2 separate regions of the Mus musculus genome follow, and region 2 is linked to region 1. Evidence: chromatin contacts called from public promoter capture Hi-C data. All regions are on one chromosome and are shown on one strand. The core of a region is the stretch at or near the end of the contact, and the rest is flanking DNA. Distances in the headings are between cores, read along the strand shown.

What was found. Capture Hi-C pulls out chosen DNA fragments and counts their contacts.
Region 2: a contact with region 1 is called in a promoter capture Hi-C map of liver. The contact joins the promoter of Nat2 here to the promoter of Naf1 in region 1. A contact is called at or near these places in 3 of 484 Hi-C or Micro-C datasets (CD4 T cells, Th1 cells and erythroblasts), 1 of 115 datasets of contacts at active chromatin or transcription factors (memory CD8 T cells) and 1 of 9 other capture datasets (liver).

What each region holds. Positions count from the first base shown.
Region 1 is chr8:66,857,992-66,864,520 of GRCm38.p6, reverse strand. Naf1 (nuclear assembly factor 1 ribonucleoprotein) reads right to left here and starts at 4,304. Exons shown (of 8, transcript NM_001163564.1): 1 at 3,475-4,304. The coding sequence starts at 4,154.
Region 2 is chr8:67,493,225-67,499,347 of GRCm38.p6, reverse strand. Nat2 (N-acetyltransferase 2 (arylamine N-acetyltransferase)) reads right to left here and starts at 4,473. Exons shown (of 2, transcript NM_001168577.1): 1 at 4,446-4,473.

The DNA of each region.
Region 1 (6,529 bases), core at 3,055-5,554:
AAAACTTGGTCAAGTACTATTATGATTAAAATAAAACCTTGTTCCAAGTAGGAAACTAACATTTCAAACTGACTTTGTTGGTGGGATATTAGTTTGTTGTTTGTTCTGGTTTTTCAAGACAATGTTTCTCCTTGGACCCTAGCTGTCCTGGAAGTCCCTCTGTACACCAGGCTGGCCTCCAACTCACAGATATCTGCCTGCCTCTGCCTCCTAAGTGCTAGAATTAAAGATGTACACCACAGCACCCAGATTATTTTGTTTATTTTTAAATCCTTGACTTAAAACAAGAACAGAACTCATTTGGATGAAAGGCCATGAGAAAGTCAGGGTAACACTGGGATGAAGGATAATTGTGGGGAGAGGCCATTTTTGACATTGGCTATATAACTACTAAAGTTATACAAAACCTAAGCCCTTTCTGGCCTAACAGTACCTTGTTATAAATCTCTACAAATAATAATCAAGCATGTGACAATCAGTAACTAATGGTAACTCTAGGCCAAGTACCTGTCTGATTCACTTATGAAGGAGACTAGTTAATGAGTTTCTTCTCACCTTGGAATGCTTCAAAGTTGCCATGGTGACCACTCAACCCTGAAAACTTTTTTGGCTTGACTCAACTAGCCTCCTTACTTCAGTCCATTTTATGTGCTATTTTTACGTGTTTTACCCATAGTCACATTCATGCCGGTAATCTCAATCTTCATCCATGTACAAATAAATGCCTCCGTTTTCAGTCCTGACATTACTAATCTAGAGTTTTAAGACCTAGGCATATACCAATCAGGGCTGTATGAACTGTACATACCTCATATTTCCATCAAGCTAAGAGCAAGGAGGGAAAAGTTATTCTTCTTATTGAATGGGTTTCTTTCCTGGAACATCTTTTTATTTCACTACTCAGTCTTCCTCCAGTCATGGTAGGTGAGACCCTGGGATCATTTTAAAAGCTTCTTCTTACTTGGTCTATCAGAAAGTCCAGTCTCCTACCCTATTCCGCTTCCTCATCATTCCCACCTTTTCTGTAATAGCTGTACCAATACCAAGCACAGCCTCTCTCCTAACTTCTCTCCACCCACTACAGTCACTTTAGCATTCTTGTGACCATTCATCCAAGAGAGCTCCCCATCGTGTTTTAAAGGAAAAACTTACAACTGATGTAAATAGACATAAATATGACAAGAGATAAGAATAATCTTATAAGACAGTACTTATGATTGTGGTAGTAGCGCTGTGTTCAAATAAAAGAATGTTCACTTTGAGCTGACTCTGGTGGTACATGGCTGAAACCTTGGCTGTCCCAGAAGAGGGGAATCAGAAACTCAAGGTCATCCCTGGCTACATACCAAGTCTGAAGCCAGCCACCCTTAGCCAACTGAGACCCTGGAGAGAGAATGCTCTCTATTTGCCTATTTGCTTTCTAAAGAGATGGAGAAAGAAGGTGTGAACTTGGATAGGCAAGGAAGATATGGGAGGAGACAAGGGAGTTGAATCATGATCAGAATATGCTATATGACAAAAAAATTTTTCAATTATAACAGATACAAGCTTTAAATGTTCCAATAACATTCAACTAGGAAAATACTGAGACACTAGCTATATGGGTTTATACTTAAAACTAAGAAAATATTCAGAGAAAAATGTTAATTCTCCTCCAAAATAGCTATACTGTGGACAAGATAAAAAAGACACATGCTCCTTTGTATGTCAGCCTTAGACTGCCTCAAAATCAGGTTTCTGGCACGTTTGAGAACCTTGCTCCTCCCACTACATACATGAAGCCTAATTCTAGCCTCCGAGTGCACGGAACTTTCTAAACTCCTGGTATGTTCACTATTGTGCAATTATACTGTCATTTGCCTGAAGTACTTCAGCCTAGAAGATATGTATGCCATGTCACCCCTGCCTACAAATCACTCTCCTTCCTGATTCTCCAGTGCACTTTTCAAATTGCTACTGGAGGCTGCCCACAACTTCTTAAAAACTAGTTTGGGCTACCGCTGTGTAACTATTTCCTCCCAACTGAAGCCCTGGCTCCTAGAGGGAGGAGAAGGGCCTAGAAGAATCAGGAAACTAGTGAAACTCACAAGGCCCTAACCTGAAGTTCTAAAAGCAGTAAACTGCTGGGCAGACTGCTGGTAGAGCTGCCACCACAGCAAGGAGCTCCACTGATACTACTTTTCTGTCACCCAAGCTACGTGGGCTTGCCCATGATACAGCTACCTTTGAGTCACCCATGCTCTTGAATAGAAGCACAATATGTGCATTGCTCATGGAGCTAGGCTTGGGTGCACAAACTGGAATGAAGAGATGTCTGTTCACATCTCCCCAGAAAAAGTCACACAGCGATTATCAAACACTTGAAATGAATGGTTCTATTAACAAAACATTATCTACCTAGCACACAGGTAGTATCCTCTGCCACACGGGTCACAAGTCAATTCCCAATACTACTGACTGTATCCCATGCTTCCTTTCCAACTCTGGCTCCTGATCGACCCCCTGTATCTGTTCCCCAATAGTGCAGGCTCTGCTTACAAGATGACTACCATCTTAGAACTGCCAAAAAACCAAGCTGTTCATAATTGGCTTAGCTCCCTCCACCAATCTCTTCACACCTTCTCCTTTTTGTAGAAACCATTCTCCCTTGCCTCTCTCAGTGGTTTCCTAAAAGTGTTCCATCTCCCGAAACCCCCTCACCCCATGCTTACTCAAACATTTGTAGTTTGATAGCCTTCTATGTTCTGGGCCTTCTTCCACAAATGAACAACACACAGAGGAAATGTCTGTGTAAAGCACAGAGCCCCAAATACCAAGAAACTGGTTTGCAAATTTCATAGAACCCAGCTCCCTATGAAGAGTCTACAGAATACCATTAACTGTCAAGAAGCAACTTGTAGAGAACAGTAGTGGATGGTTGTACAACCCTGCACTTGGGAGGGTGGAGACAGGAGGACCAAGGAGTTCAACGTCAGCCTCCCAGGCTACAGACCAGTCTGGGCTACACCAGATCCTCGCTGGAAAGGGGGGCAATGAAGTTTGAAACATAAGGTAATCCTGTTCCTGACCCTTAACTCCTGAGGTCTCAAAAAAGTAGTCTCGACGAAAAACGTAGCAATTCTGAACTGAAACAAGAGTCAGAATTTCTAACCCCAATGCACATGTTAAACTGAGTTCCTATGGTAATAACATAGCAGAGTAATTTTACAAATAATCTACCAACGTCGAGGCTTCTACACTGCAAACATGTGACTAACTTCACGTGTAACTTTGGGGACTATCACGTTTGGAAAGGAAGCGGGAACTCCTAGAAGTAGCTGGGACCATGGGAAGCACTCCGGCGAGCCCGGGGTCCCAGCTCCCAGAGAGCACGTGGCACGGAGCTCGGCTGCGCCGCCCCGCAGAGCACGCCCGCGCGCCCCGCTCCCCAGGCCCCGTGTCCCCGGCCCCCCTCCGGCCTCTCGTGCACTCGACCTGTCCGAATCCGAGTCCGAGGAGTCCGAGGCCTGCAGCACTGGCGGCGGCTCCGCGGCGTTCCGGCCGGTGACCCAGGCCCCGCCCGGCGGCGGTGGTCTTCCGCCCGCATCCCAGTTCAGGGCTGGCAGCGGCGGAGTCGGTCTTCCGCCGGGATCCGAGTTCGGGGCTGGCGGCGGTGGTGGTCTTCCGCCCGCATCCCAGTTCGGGGCTGGCGGCGGCGGTGGTCTTCCGCCGGGATCCGAGCTCGGGGCTGGCGGCGGCGGTGGTCTTCCGCCGGGATCCGAGTTCGGGGCTGGCAGCGGCGGTGGTCTTCCGCCGGGATCCGAGCTCGGGGCTGGCAGCGGCGGTGGTCTTCCGCCGGGATCCGAGTTCGGGGCTGGCAGCGGCGGTGGTCTTCCGCCGGGATCCGAGCTCGGGGCTGGCAGCGGCGGTGGTCTTCCGCCGGGATCCGAGTTCGGGGCTGGCAGCGGCGGTGGTCTTCCGCCGGGATCCGAGCTCGGGGCTGGCAGCGGCGGTGGTCTTCCGCCGGGATCCGAGCTCGGGGCTGGCGGCGGCGGCTGCACCCCCGGCGGCGGGGCCTCCCGGCGATCCTCAGGTGGCTGCGGTGCTGCCGACCCCTGGCCGGAGCCGCCGAACTTGAGCGTCTGCAGCTGCGCGGCGGCCTCCACCACCTCCATGGCGCCGCCCGGGCCGCAGAGCAGCGCGAGGGTCTCCTCAGAAGCCAAGCTAGCCAACTCGGCCACGCTGAAGCCCGCGCGTTTCTCAGGTAACCGCACGCGGACCGACCTGAGGACACGCCCCCGGCATCATTCACGGGACTTCCGGGAGGGCCGGTGACGTCATGAACGAGACGCCGGTTCCCAGGGGCTGAAGGATTCCAACTATGGAGGAAACTTGGCTTCCGCGCGGTCCTAAGTCCGCCAAGTTCACTGCTTCTGGTGAACTGTGCTGCTCACTAAAGCGAGGGCTTCCAGGCGTGGTGGGAATGAATGAGGATTATAGTACTAGTTTCTGTACTTGAGAATCTTGAGTCAGAACGTCTTCAAAAGACGCTTTTAGTAATTTATCTTGAAAGTTAAATGAAAATAAAACCACATTTACATTCTCACCGTGAGAGAAAAAACAATACTTTTCTTTCTCCAGTATATTGAAAAGACAAGAGTTGTAAAGGATTTTACTGATAATGTTATGGCAGGGCTATATCATAGTTGATGCTGCTTCATAGGAAGTGTGGGGTGACTCTAAAATGTAGCATTTTAATCTGGAGATCTTTTCGTCAGATTGTAAGGCACTCAAGCACCAAGTTCTTAAGACTTGGGGAGTTATCGCCAGGTGTTGGTGCATGCTTTTATTCCCAGCACTCAGGAGGCAGAGGTAGGTGGATCTCTGTGATTTTGATGCCAGCCTGGTCTACTGAGCTAGTTCCAGGACAGGCCAAGACTACAAAAGAAGATTTAGGAAAAGATCAAACTTTTCTGGTTTTCTGGGTCTTCAATTTGATGCATCAATGTCTCACCTAATAATATTGCAACAACTTAGTAGGCATACATATTCATGAAGGACTATGTAAAATTTTATATGTTATTTACTGACAATTGATTGTAGGAGCTCCATAGAAGACTCTCAGTTAAAGTAAAAGAAGAAGCAATCCAGGCATTCCTGCACATTACAATGCTTACAATCCAATGTGAGTTTTAAAAGCAAAGGTGAATCCTTGGCAGAGAATTGAAGTATAGAATAGACTGTTCAAAGGCACAACAATGGAAAGTTAAAATTGGTGGGCTGTGTCCTGGAAACCCTTCCAGATGAAATAGAAATCCAAGACGGTAGGTACTAAGGCAATATTTCCCAAGTAAATACTCATATCCTAAAACCCCAATTCTATCATTTTTCTTGAAATATGCAACCGGGTGTAACTAAATCTTACTTACCTGTAGAATACAGACAAAAATACTATCTCATTTAGTTTATAGAACATTAAATAAGATGGTATAGAGAAGCAAGACTTGTCTAGCATGCATTCATTGTACAGATACCCCTGCAAAGTGAACCAAAGCATGGATTTATGAATAATATGTATCATTGATAATGACTGATATGTAGAGATACACAGCTGAATTTTAGAAGAGACAACATGTTATTTAGAATATTTCTGTGGGCAGCAAAATGTTATATTTTTTTCAGAAATTAGATGATTGCAGTCTAAACTAGGGGTTAAGTCAATGAGGTAGAATAAATGACAATTCAAAATCTTAAGACCTTAACAAGGTACTAGAAAATTTGTGACCTAGGAAAGAACAAAGAAGTTGATGTTATCTATTGTACTTGCTGGTTTTGTGTCAACTTGACACAAGCTGGAGTTATCTCAGAGAAAGGAGGAAATGCCTTCATGGGATCCAGTTTTAAGGCATTTTCTCAATTAGTGATACAGGGGGGAGGACACCTCGTAGGTGGTGCCATGCCTGGGCTGGTAGTAATCTTAGGTTCTATAAGAAAGCAAGCTGAGCAAGCCAGGGGAAGCAAGCCAGTAACTAACATCCCTCCATGGCCTCTGCATCAGCTCCTGCTTCCTGACCTGCTTGAGTTCCAGTCCTGACTTCCTTTAGTGATGAACAGCAGTATGGAAGTGTAAGCTGAGTACATTCTTTCCTCCCCAACTTGCTTCCTGGTCATGATGTTTGTGCAGGAATAGAAACCCTGATTAAGACACCTGTAAAACTGGAGAAGTTGAAAAAATGCTAATGACTGTTTAAAATTGACTCAGAAAAAAACATCGTAGTCAATTGAAAATGCTAAAGGAAATTTAAAGATACAAGACAAGCAATCAATAAAGAGTTAGGATCAGAAGCAGAGCTCAAGGAGAATTCCAGAACTCATCTGCTCATTCCAAAATTGTTTACTTAGCATTGTTTTGAGCTATGCACTGCTGTATAGCTTGCTTGTATAAGAAGACTAATGAATCACAATCCTCCTCAGAAGGAATTCATAGTTCAGTAAAAAAGATAAGTTGGAAAACAAGAGATATTTGTGAAGTAGAAGAAGGTAAGAAACT
Region 2 (6,123 bases), core at 3,224-5,723, 630 kb before region 1:
AAGTACAACTCCAATTGGACATTTTACTAGACAAACTGGATTCACAGAAGAAATTAGCAATAGAGACAATGTTATTCATACATGTTTAAAAAGTGAAAATAGAGAATGAAAACGTACCAGGGGAGTGTCACTAGGAGATGAGCAAGCATACCAAAGAGGATTAATGAAAAAAATTACTAAAAGGTGTTTAGAGGGACATAGTACAGATAAATGGTCTCAAATAGGTGACAGATAAGAAAGACTGAACATTGTGCTTTCTGCAATGAAAGACTTCAAACTTAGAAACTAATTATGGACATTATGTAAGACATTACATTAATTGTGATGAGCAGTACTCTATAGATATAACACAATACACAATAACATACTAGGTATGTAGAAGGACCACTTGGTGGTCAGAGTCAAGGCTAATGGAGAGATAAAGCCATGTCAAAGTCAGTAAAGTGCTGACAGGAATATAAAGGAACCAAAGTATTTAATATGGAAAGTACAAAATTGGAATAGAATTTAGAGAAAAAAGAATTTAAGGTGTAAGATGTGTGTGTGTGTGTGTGTGTGTGTGTGTCTGTGTGTGTCTGTGTGTGCATGTGTGCATGAAAATTTTGCAGAAATCCTACCAGAAAAACAAGGGAGATAACATTTTAAGAAAAACTGAGTTCTACATACATGACATGTGAATATATCTATTTAATTATGGAAATCTAAGATGAAGGAGAGTTGTTCAAGCATCTGGCAGAGAACTAAGTCGTTCTTCATAAGGAAGGTGATACCAGCCTGGCAATAGATAGTTCCACAGAAACATACAAAGGTAAAATAACGGAACCCTGTTTACAAAGTCCCCAAAGGGCACACTGTCCCAGACTGTTATTCTGTTAGCATGTCAATGAATTAGAATGTCAGCTGGCATGGGACAACAATGTGAAACAACCATGAGCTATCCTGGTGAAGTGCTTCCTCTTTACCAACCAGTGGAGAGGCAAAGGAAAAGGAAAGCCAAGAAATCGAGAGGGCAGCATGCTGAGATGCTATAAAATACAATGTATCTTTTCCATACAGGGAGGGAGTGGAAAGGAATGCATATTATGGCTCCTGAACAAGCCTATTCCTCTTATAAACAGATATAACTCCGTCATAAAGCTAGACTGAGAATTGATCAGAACTGGAAAGACCTGAAGGACTACTAAAAAGTCACCATAGGAATATCTGTTTTTGCAATGGCTAATGTGAGCTAACAACATTCACGTGCTGGACAGTGTAGATCTTTATAAAGTCAGTGTTCCTGTGGGGCCATGGCTGGTGAAAACTTGTGTGATACTCTCCCTGACAAGAACAATGTCTTTGATCAGCCAAGACAGACAGCCCTCAAGGTTAGCTTGGCATCTTCTGACTCTCATCTATTGTTTATTGTGTGAATTGCAAACCCTGGAGTCATCCAGTCCAAAGTCCAACTAAGGCTCTGTAGCAGTGGTTAGCTACCTTCCACTGTGATTAGAAAGCAACACACATGTTAAGCAAAACACCTGCAGGAAGACAGCTCTATTTTGGGTCATAATTTCAGAGCCATCAGTGTCTGGTGAGCTGGCTCTGCTAGTGTGTGTGGGTCTGTGTTGAGACAGAAGTGTTATGGTAGCAGCCATGGCAAGGCAAAAACCTCACTTCATGGCCAAGAAGTAGACAAAGTGGAAAAAGTCAGTGGCAAGATGTATCCTTGATGGCACACCCCCAGTGATGCACTTGTTCCCACCAGGCCCTACTTCCTAAGAAGCCACTCAGCTGTGAACCCACTCAGTCCATTCATGAGGTGTGAACATTCACAACTAATCACTACCCAACAGCCGCAGCAGCTGGGGATCAGCCTTCCGCATTTGAGCTATTCATTCTGTACCTAAACCATAAGACGAACTAAATCCCTAATCTAGATAAATACCTCCATAGACATAGATATGCCTCATATAGCAATAGAGATTGGCCAATCATTATTGCCATGTGAGGCAAAACTATATGCAGTAAAATAAGGACAGACAGAGCCCAGGAAGACTTGGATCACACACCTTAACTAAAATGACAAAGATACACTGAAGAAAATACACAATGGGGCTGGTGGGATGACTCAGTGGGTAAAGGCATTTACTAAAAGACAGACAGAAAGACACAATATTGATGATAATAAAAGCTAAGTACAGTGTAAAATACACCACGACTCACACGAAACCCTTTACACATCTGTCTACCACATATACCGAAGAACAGAGAACATGGCATGCTTGTGCACCCACACACAAGTGGGCACAGGAGCTTGGAGAAGATTCAAGACCAAAGTGAGCTTGTGATAATCCTGTCAGTAATTCACTTAGACCTGTAGATTCTTTTTTCCATTCCCACCATGTCTGAGGCATGGCCTTTATGCTTATATCTAAAGCCTTACACTCCATAGGCGATTTGGAGGTCTCCACAATGGCTTCTGGGCCTCCCTTGCTTCTTTTGGTAAAGGCTGCATAAATAATTGTCAAGTTGGCCTCCCAGCACAGCTCTGGACCAAGGACTTGTTGATACAAGGCCTTGAAGGAATAGCTTCCTTGCTTTTGTGTGGGCAAACTTGTGATTTATAACCTATACAGGCAGGACTGCACACACACACACACACACACACACACACACACACACCCCAGCACTTCCTCAGTTCACTCAGTCATGTAACTTTGCCTCGGCATCTGATTTGGGGGAATTTGAGTTTGGTCAGCTTCAAGTTCATTCCATAGAACTGCAATAACCAGATTAAAACACACTAAGTGGGGGTTTCTGGAGGGTCTTCAGTAACCTATAAAAGTCTTGCTGCTTTCTGAAGATCACAGGAATATTTATTTAGTCAAATAACCAATATGCAATAGTTATTTATACCAGCTGCTGTCATTTGTCCCTACATGATATGGCATACCAATCACAAATTGTCATTTTTAGATATAGCCTCCAAAGACCAGGCTGCTGTGCAGAACTTTCCTGGTTTTAACTCTGTGTCTTTAGAACCTCTGCATCATTCATGTAAAACACTGATTTCTGGTTGTTTTAGTAAGAGAACTCCTTATTCTTTGCCAAATGGAATTGTGAACAAGAAGCCAACATAGGAAAAAAAAATAGAGAAGATCAATCCGGATGGAGAAAGCTATGATAGGTTTCTGACAGTAGTCAGACTAGAAGGAGGATTCACCATTAGGGGCCGATATATTTATTGCATGGATTACTGCTGATATTCAGTGAAGTTGTAATGAGAGCTAATGGACTGCTTGTAATTTTGTATGTGTACTATTTTCTCCCTTAATTCCTTTTCTTTTCTCTTTCATTTCTCTTCCTGAAGCCCACAGAATCCAACTCTGTTGACAACCCTAAGCCATCTTTTTGATTAACTGGGTGGAAGACACTAGACTTGTTGGCTTGGCCATATGCAAAGAGCACTAACAAGCTGCACTTCGGTTACAGAAAACCTACATGGCATCCAAGGCTGCGAGTAAAGGCCTCCAACAGCCAGGCAGAGGCAGGGGATGCTACTAGGCAAACAATCTAATAGGGTTAGCAAAGGGCAAGAGAAATACGCGCCATGGATAAAAATGGTAAAACCATACAGTTAGTCTTTAGCAGGAAGCTTAAAAAAATAAAATATAATAAAATCAGAGTTGGCATTTGTCTGTTTTTGTTTTTTGTTTTTTAAAGTCGGGGTGGAGTCAGTTGCTTTGAGTCTGAGGCAGTCAAACCGGAGCTGGAGAAAGAGCAGAACTGTTAACAGAAAAGAGCCAAGCAATGTAGTTGACATTATGCCCAAAGTACAGAATAGAGTTCATGATATCAGGGTCCATGGGTCACGGGGCGTTAGCTCCGAGGACTTTTGGCATGAGCTGGCACCACACTGTTGAGTAAACCTGTCGACTGTGTTCCAAGGTAACGTCTCAGTCTTAAGTCACAGGAAGTAGTCGATTTTCTGGTGTTCCTTAAGACCCTACACACTTACCCTTCTTCAAGCATGACAAAAGTACTTCCAAGAGTTCCTCTGGAAATGCAGTGAATGACATTGTTAAAGAGTCCCAGAGGGAACAAATTGGAGGGATTGGTTTCCTATGCTGTTAACGCACCTCCTGAACGCTCAGAAACCCTTTAAGTAAACACCATTACTAGTTCATTTGTGACTGATAAGGAAACAGCATAAAAGGAACTAAATGGCTCTTCAAATCTAATAGAATGTGGCTGCCTGTCACCTACTTAAACAAAACATTTGTCAGAATCACCTGTGTACTGCAAAGTATTCCTAGCTTGGCTTCGAAGTATGTGCCACCCAAACTTTCTAAAAGAACTTGGGCCTGGAAAGTCAGGACTGTGTTGTGCTGTTCTCTCCCGGTCTTCCTTCTGGAAGAGGAAGAAATCCTGATTTCCAAATCTATTAGGGAGCCCCCACTTACCCGCTACCAGGACTGCAACCGGGCGGACCAGGAAGTAAGCTGAGTGAGTTTCAGTTCCCTGGTCTGCAAAGGAAGAGCTCTTATTGGCTGTTCAAGTTGCTCCGCCCCTTATGCTTAGTTTTTTTTTAAACCATCTCAAGGATCTCTGGGAAATGTAGTTGTAGGGCTTCACTTAACCCTGGTGAACTCTTTCTCTAGTCCGTTCTTTGCGTGAGATATCATGATATTTTTGCATTTCTCGTGATAGGTTTGCATTTCACAGAGTTTATGATCTCTGGGAGCCTGTGAGAGGTCAGAGCTTGAAATAGGCTCTTGCAAAGCAGATCAAGGACGTAGAGGAGGAAGCGGTTACCACATGTCACCCACATTCCTAATGTATGCCTTTCCTTCCACTAAGTTTTGTTTTCCCCCTTATTTCTTTTTCATTTCTCATCTTCAGGTCCTTTTACTGCTCTATCCAAAGACACTGTGGAATGTGTATGACGTGTGTCCGGATATGGGTTGCAAAAAAACGACAACTGTCCTATGTATTTCTGTTTTCGATTTATACTAATGATTCTTGTAGATAATGCTTGCTGTTTCTTAGCTATTTCCCTGTACACTATAATTTAAAGACTCCTTGGCACACACTGTTCTTATATTCTGGGTTGTCAAAATAGATTCCTAAATTTATGCTTGGTGGCATGTAGTCGGGTGTGGCTCAGGTGAGGAGAAGTGAGTTATAGAACTATATCCCCAGTTTCTATCTGCTCAGTTGGGTCACTGTGACGCATGCACAGCAATACCTCTCTGCATGGTTCTGAGGGATTTTGCTTCCTTTGTTAACAACAACCACTGGTTGGCAATCTGCTTGTATAGTTTTATACCTAAACTAGAACTTCCAAACTCTTACATTCCTACAACCAAAGCCCAATCAACAACAACAACAACAACAAAACAGCTACCCTGTGGCTGATACCCACAATCCTAGCACTTGAGAAGTGAAGGGAGACCATCAAGAACTCAAGGTCATCTTGGGCTACACAGCAAGTTCAACGCCAGCTTGGGCTACACGAGCCCATTTCCACAAACACAAGATAAAGCAAGCATCACTGTGGCAATGTAACCTATAGCTTTGGTAATATCTCAGCTCTTGCTTTTCCGTTTACCTTAATATGATCACTACCAGACGAGGACTGAGAGGAATACTGGCTATGCAGTGCAAACTAGAGGCCTGGCATTGGAATCTGCATGGAGAAGGGTATTCAAGAGGTCTCTGGGCTGGATTACTGGGCAATAATGGGTTTATTGAAAAAGTTATTAACAGCATTGGCATATAGACACAGAGACAACAGTAAGACAGGGCTCCAAGAATTGTTCGGGCTCAGCTCAATGGACAGACAGTTTGGTGGAGTCTCTGAAGAGACTAAGAGGATGGGCCAGAAGAGGGAGCCTCCTTTTATCCCTTGTGAGGATGGGGGAAGTTCATAGCAAGAGCCTGCAGCCAGGATCTCTGACTCCCAAGCAGGAATGTAGGTAGGGGCTGGGGATCGGGTTGTGTGACAGCAACTGTGCAAAAGCCAACACTTCCCTTGATGGTAACTGGCCCTGGGAATCCTGATAGCTCCGGACTCTCCGATGATAAGGAACCTGTCCAGCAGTACCCGTAGCTATGGAGAGAAGGCTGCTTCAAGTATTG